Linked DNA regions of Sus scrofa: region 2 is linked to region 1. The links are chromatin contacts, called in public HiChIP or PLAC-seq maps. All regions are on one chromosome and are shown on one strand. The core of a region is the stretch at or near the end of the contact, and the rest is flanking DNA. Distances in the headings are between cores, read along the strand shown. Region 1 holds the start of NDRG1 (protein NDRG1). Region 2 overlaps WISP1 (WNT1-inducible-signaling pathway protein 1).

Region 1 (3,105 bases), core at 426-2,925:
ACGGGAGGAGGCTGGACGGTTGGCCTTGGAACTGCATTTTTCATAGCAAGAGCAGTCGTGTTTAGAGATTTTGTTCATTGGGAGAAGGTTAAGTATGGGTGATATAGACATTATGAGGAGACGTCCTGTGTGGCCACTGGCTGAACTCACTTTGAATCTTTAATCTTTCCCAGTAACTCAAAGGAACCAAACAAACTGAAATGCCCAGGATATCTGCAAAGAAGAGATGGCCTCAGCACAAGATAACCGGGCCCTCCCCCACCAGCTGCCAGGCACCTCCCTCTTCCAAGCCACAGACCCATGCTGCCCCAGACCCACGGGGTTGTCTGACAGCAGAGGCGACAGACGGGCGAGTGGGGGAGGGGTGGGCAGTAAGGAAAAGATCCACTAAATCCCAGCTTCAGCCACTAATTTGACCCAAGCGGTGGTGACAGCGCCGTTTCCCCAGGAGCCCACCACGTTGCACACGCCCTGCCCAAGGCTGAATCAGAGACCGCGGCGGCGGATCTCCCAGGATCCGCCAAGCAGCTTCCAGCTGTTCTCCACCCGGGAGGGCAGGAGAGGCGGGCCCGGGAGGCAGCGGCGAGAAGGACCAAGAGGGAGGGTGGGCGGAGGCAAAAATGACGCCACTCCAAGTCCCAGCCAGCGCAGGGCCGCCAGATGCCCACACGACCCCTCTGGCCCAGGCCACCTCGTTGGCGCCGCCACAGCGCCCACCCTGGGCCACCTCGGAGGGCGCGCCCTGCCCAGCCGCACTCGCTCCCGCTCGTGTCGCACGCTCCGTGACACACCGCGGACCCTCCCCCAACACACACATATACACACACAAGCGAGCGCGCGCCCCACCCGGGCTTCCAGGCTGAATCGGGCCCAGCCCCTCGGACGCACACTGGTTCTGGGCACCTTTTGGGAACCATACACACCCACGGCCCCTTCTCCAGCCTCATCCCCAGCGCTGATCACCCCTACCCAGTTCCCTTCTACACCCGCGCGCCCAATCCCTCCTTCCTCAGACAGCTCACTCCAGGGACACACCCCACCCCACCTACACACACACACACACACACACACACACACACACACACACACACACTCACTCTCTCTCTCTCTCTCTCTCTCTCTCTCTCTCTCTCTCTCTCTCTCCTGGTCCCTTCTGCTCCCATGTCCAGCTCGCCCCAAGGCCCGCGGCGCCAGCTGTGATCTGAGAGGCCTTGGGAAGCACCTTTCCCGCGCACCTCTCTGCCCCCCACCCCGACCCTCAGGATCCCACTTCCTCAGCTAGGGAAAAAGGTGAACAGCGACCTTTTTTTCCTCCACTTGTCAAACCGAAATCCCCCATTCCAGCAGTGCCCAGGCCCCAAAGCCCCTCCTCGCGTTCGCTCTCGCGCCACGGGGAGGCCAAGGACTTGCAGCTCCAGGGGGCCACAAAGAGCGATCCAGGAGCTGCAGCAGCCCTCGCGGGAGACCAATCCCTTCCCGCTCGACGGGAAGAGCGCGTCGGGCTTACCTAGGGTGGAGGGAGAGAAGCAAAAGGAGCCGGAGCTAGGCTGGCGGCGCGGCGCCCAGAAGCAGCGAGGCGAGTGGCGATCAGGGGCGTGTGCCGCCGCTGAGCTGGAGTGAGGAGCCAGACGAGGTTTGTTTATGCCCCGGAGGAGGACGATTTTATACGCGCCGCGGCCCCGCCCCCCGGCGCCTCGCCCCGCCCCCTCCCGCCCGGGGCCCAGCGCGCAGCGGGGACACACCCCTCGCCCGCTCCCTCCTCCCAGGCGCTCCTCCCGCTCCCCACGGCGCGCCGGGCTGTGCTGGGGCTGCGCGCGGCGGGCGCCGGTTGGAGCCGCCGCCTGTTGCGCAAGCCGGAGTAGGGGTGCGGCGGGGAGGGGCCTCCCAGTCCCGGCTGCCGTTCCTCTTTGCGGTCCCCTCCTTCGCCCGGAAAGCCGGGGCCTCGGTGTGTGCAGTGGGCGTGTGTGCACCGGGGATGCTTTTGTGCGCGGGTGCGTGTTCCTGTGCGCGCCCCTGCGTGTGCATGTGGACTTCCGTGTGTCTCTGTGTGACCGAGTGGCCCCATCTCCATCTCAGAGCGTCTTCTTCCGAGTCCCATCGGGCCATGCCCCGACATCCCTTAGCGGAGACTCCCCCACTTCCTCCGTGTCTTAGCTCAGAGACCCATTTAGCTGCCTTCCCAGGGCGGCCTCCTTCTCACCTCAGGCCCCTTCCTTGTTGCATCAGCTCACCGCTGAAATCCTCGCTCCCTTTTAACCACGACCGTCTTGCTCAGCTCACCCTAACGCCTGGTCACCCCACTCCCCTTCCCACCCACCGCTCAGTTCATAGCCTATGCGCGGGGTCCAGCCCCCAGGACCCTGGCTGAAAGAGATGTTTCTCACTCTCCCCTCGCCTGATTCCCAGACCTTGTACTGAGCACCTTTCCTCGCTTACTTGCCTTGTCTGCTGTCTGGTTTTGCCTGTGTGTTCTCAACTCGCTCTGCATATCTGAATCCACCGCGGAACTTTTTTTTTTTTTTTCCCGGAAGGTACGTGCCAGGGCTCCACCCCAGTACAGTTTGATCAGAATCTCAGGGATTGCAGACCAGGCATCGAGGTATGTTAAGGGTTCCCGAATGGTTCAAGTGTGCAGCCGGAGCGAGAATCACCGCATTAGGAAAACATCATTTTATGGGTAAAGAAAGGCCCCTTGCCCAGACTTGTGTTTGCAGGCACCTGCGCCCTGCCCCCACCATCCCTCTGCTTGCTGATGCTAACCTCTTCCCAGCACCAGCCCTTGCTTTGCTCAGTGCAGGGGTCCAGGTGGTTTTCCTCTGTGTTTGCCATTTGCTTCCCTAGGCTCTGAGATTTACCTGTTCTGTCATTGGGACAGAGCCACTGATGCGAGCCAGGTCCTGTGCTCAGCTGCTGGAAAAAAGACTGAAGAGGCAACGTCTTTTCCCTCAGAGTCATACCATAGGACCCCCAAGTCTCAGTTTCCCCATCCACATAAGAAGCTTAAGCTGAGTTCATTCACTGGGTAACTGGATTGAGCACCTGCTATGTCCAGTCTCTGTTCTAGACACTGGGGACGTGGCACCCTCCAGAGCCCCCCTGTCTTCT
Region 2 (3,105 bases), core at 438-2,937, 75 kb before region 1:
TGTCATTAGGCCAGGACAAGGTAATAAAAATAAGCAGTTGCAAAACAGGCATGGATAATAACTCAGAGAGGATGGCATGGACAATGGTAACCTAGCGAATGCAAGCTTTGGCTGTCAGAGGTCAAGCGTCCTGGGTCCCAGCCATGGAGGCCAGGCAGAAAAGTGAGCTTGGTCTGGTGCCGGCTGCTCAGTTCTCAGGAGAATCCAAAAATCCAGATTTGTAAGTGTTGGCAACACATTCAAAAATTTTTTGAAAAACACTCTGTGGGCCAAACTAAATACATCTGTGGGCAGAGAGTGACCTCTGAATTGGACTGTTTGGCTATTTTGGTTGTACAAACAGGATTCTGCATTCAGTGCAGAGGGGTCAGGCTGGAAGGCAGTGTGGTTTGCTGGAAGGACTGTGAAATGTACAGGCAGATGGACTTGGGTTTGGAACCCTGGCTCTGCCCCTCGCTGGTTACGTGACCTTGGGCACGTCACGTAAGGAGCTTGATCTAACCAGCCTTGCGTGGTGGTTGGACTTAAACAAAAGATTTCAGTAGGGCCTAAAATGTGACTGGCTGCTCGTGGTGACTGCCTCGTTTGCCTCAATTGTCCTCTGTAGAGGTCACCTTAGCCCAGTCCCCATCATCCGCACAATTTGGGAGCAGGTTCTGCTTCTAAGCTCAGACTCCCCAGTCGGATGGAGTAGACAATTCATGCATGTTGTTGGGAGCTAGACAACCTGAGCTGGAACCCCAGTGTCATCACTAACTAGCACAATGGTTTTAGGAAGGCTGCTTAACCTTTTTAAGTGTCAGCTTCCTCATCAAGGAAAATGCAACAAATAATGCCTACCTCCTTGGGTGTGTGGGAAGCTGAGTGCCTGATACAGAGCAGAGGCCCAGTGCAGGGTAGGACTCACCCTACCATCCGTCCATCCATCCATCCATCCATTCCCTCCATGAACACAGGTTCGTGATAATACAAGACGGGGTGACAGTAAGGCATGGCCCGCTGTCCCTCCTCTCATGCAGCAGACAGACCCCCAGGAGGGTGGGTGAGGGCTGTGAATGTCCAGAGGACACAGCAAGGTGACTTGAATTCCTGGAAGTTCCTCAATCAGAGGAAGGCTCAGCAACGCGTGCCTGGACTTGCCAGTCAGGATGGTGAAGGAAACTGGCGAGAAGCTGGTCCTTCAATCAGTGAGAGAGCAGGCGAATGAGGAAGGGGAACCAGAGTCTGCTGATGAGACCATCCGCAGCTGTCATACGGATTCATCCATCCCTTACCCGCACCCCAAGCTTTTCAGATGCAGAGGTTCCCAGTTCTGCCGAGAGGCTGGATTCACCAGGACAGTTACCAAGGGCACACAAATAAAAACACCACAGCCCAGCTCTGCCCCCTTATACCCATATACCGGGACATGATGCGGGCATCAAAATGTTAAAGAGCTTCTCTGGCCGTGCCATGGGGCGGCCCATGATGAGAACCACGGTGCTGAGGGCTCCCAGGCACCCAGCACTCCTTCTCCACACACAGAGGCAGAGATGGGCTCCGGCACAGTCCCTTCCCTCCCGCCACCAACACACATGCGCGCGCGTGCGCACACACACACACACACACACCCGCTTGCACCCGCTCCCTGGAGCCAGAGGGCGCCACCGGGAGTGACTCATGAAGCAAAGATGAGTGATTCACCCAGCACTTCCTCCGCTTTGTTTTCCTATATCCCCTCCCCCACTGGTGTCTGGTGGAAGGAAACGGACCCTGGAGTCAGCTCCCCCGGGCCTGGGGTGCAGCTTCATCGGTCGCCAGCTGGGTGACCTTGAGCTGATGAATCACTATCCCCCCTGAGCTCACTGTCCCCCAAAGGAAGAAAACAAAGCTTCCCCGCTACGGTCACTGCCAGGAGCACACGAGATGATGTATCAGGTGGTGCCTGGCATGAGGTCAGATGGGCAGTGCCACCCCCTTTCCTGTCTGCACCTCCTCTGGCAAAATCACCTCCCAGGAAAACCAGCGGTCACCCCCAACATTCCCATAGGCTGTGATCCTGCCCCTGCTGCTCTGCTGAGTCGAGCTCTGTCGCCTTGGGCACGTGACTCGGCCTCGGTGACACTGGGGTTGCTTTAGGTGAGAATGAAGGTGATGACGTGTGCATGCGAAGGCTTTCTTATATGACGAAGTCAGCAACGCCAGGAAACTTAAGATAAAGTGGGTTGGGTGACCAAGAACCTTCACTCCTGTTAGAAGGATTTTTTTCTTTCTTCTTTTTTTTTTTTTTTTTTTTGTCTTTTTAGGGCCACACCCACAGCACATCAAAGTTCCCAGGTTAGGGGTCAAAGCAGAGCTGCAGCTGCCGACCTACACCACAGCCACAGCAACACCAGATCCGAGCTGCATCTGCAACCTGCACCACAGCTCAAGGCAACACTGGACCTTTAACCCAGCGAGTGAGGCCAGGGATCAAACCCACATCTTCATGGATACTATAGTGTGTTTGTAACTGGCTGAGCCACCACGGGAACTTCTGGGATTTTTTTGTTTGTTTGTTTGTTTTTAATGGCTGCATCTGTGGCCTATGGAGGTCCCCGGCCAGGGACTGAACCCCAGCCATAGCTGTGGCCTATGCTGCAGCTATGGCAACACCAGATCCTTTAACCCACTGCACCAGGCTGGGGATCAAACTCATGCCTCTGCAATGACCTGAGTCGCTGCAGTCAGTGTCATAACCCACTGCACCACATCGGGAACTCCAGCGATTATTATTATTATTATTATTATTATTAACCACCTTCAGGCGAAGCCAGGAGATAAGCTTCAACTCCTGGCGGACTGCAGATGCCAAACTAACTCTCCTCGGGTGGACGCTCTTGCTGCCCTAGGCGCTCTGCCTCCGCTTCCAGACACTGTCCTCAGGGCCCACCTGACATCAAGAAAGGGACTGTGGCCGGGGGCCCGGCAGCCCGGATCTCTCCTGGATCCGCAGGCTTGCAGATCCAACTCCGCACGGCCACTCTGATGTCAACCAGGCATCTTGTGTCTAGTGAAGAACTTGAGTCCACCCCTGCCCCCTCGCAACCCTGCTCCTTCCAAGGCTCGGGTCTCAGAACTAGGGGT

The links. HiChIP or PLAC-seq counts read pairs in DNA pulled down with a chosen protein or histone mark.
Region 2: an H3K27ac HiChIP or PLAC-seq map of alveolar macrophages shows a contact between it and region 1. The contact joins the enhancer-like site here to the promoter of NDRG1 in region 1. A contact is called at or near these places in 6 of 47 Hi-C or Micro-C datasets (blood, embryonic fibroblasts, heart right ventricle and 3 more) and 1 of 2 datasets of contacts at active chromatin or transcription factors (alveolar macrophages).

The regions. Positions count from the first base shown.
Region 1 is chr4:8,013,015-8,016,119 of Sscrofa11.1, reverse strand. NDRG1 (protein NDRG1) reads right to left here and starts at 1,675. Exons shown (of 16, transcript XM_021088875.1): 1 at 1,508-1,675.
Region 2 is chr4:8,088,478-8,091,582 of Sscrofa11.1, reverse strand. The region is part of intron 2 of WISP1 (WNT1-inducible-signaling pathway protein 1); the gene reads left to right. Among named protein-coding and RNA genes, the nearest start is that of WISP1, 21 kb to the left of the region's middle. Within about 2 kb of position 1,687, at least 18 of the 83 cell types and tissues checked have an H3K27ac peak or open chromatin away from gene starts, as enhancers often do. A contact at or near this core is called in alveolar macrophages, retroperitoneal adipose tissue and subcutaneous adipose tissue, where this site is marked.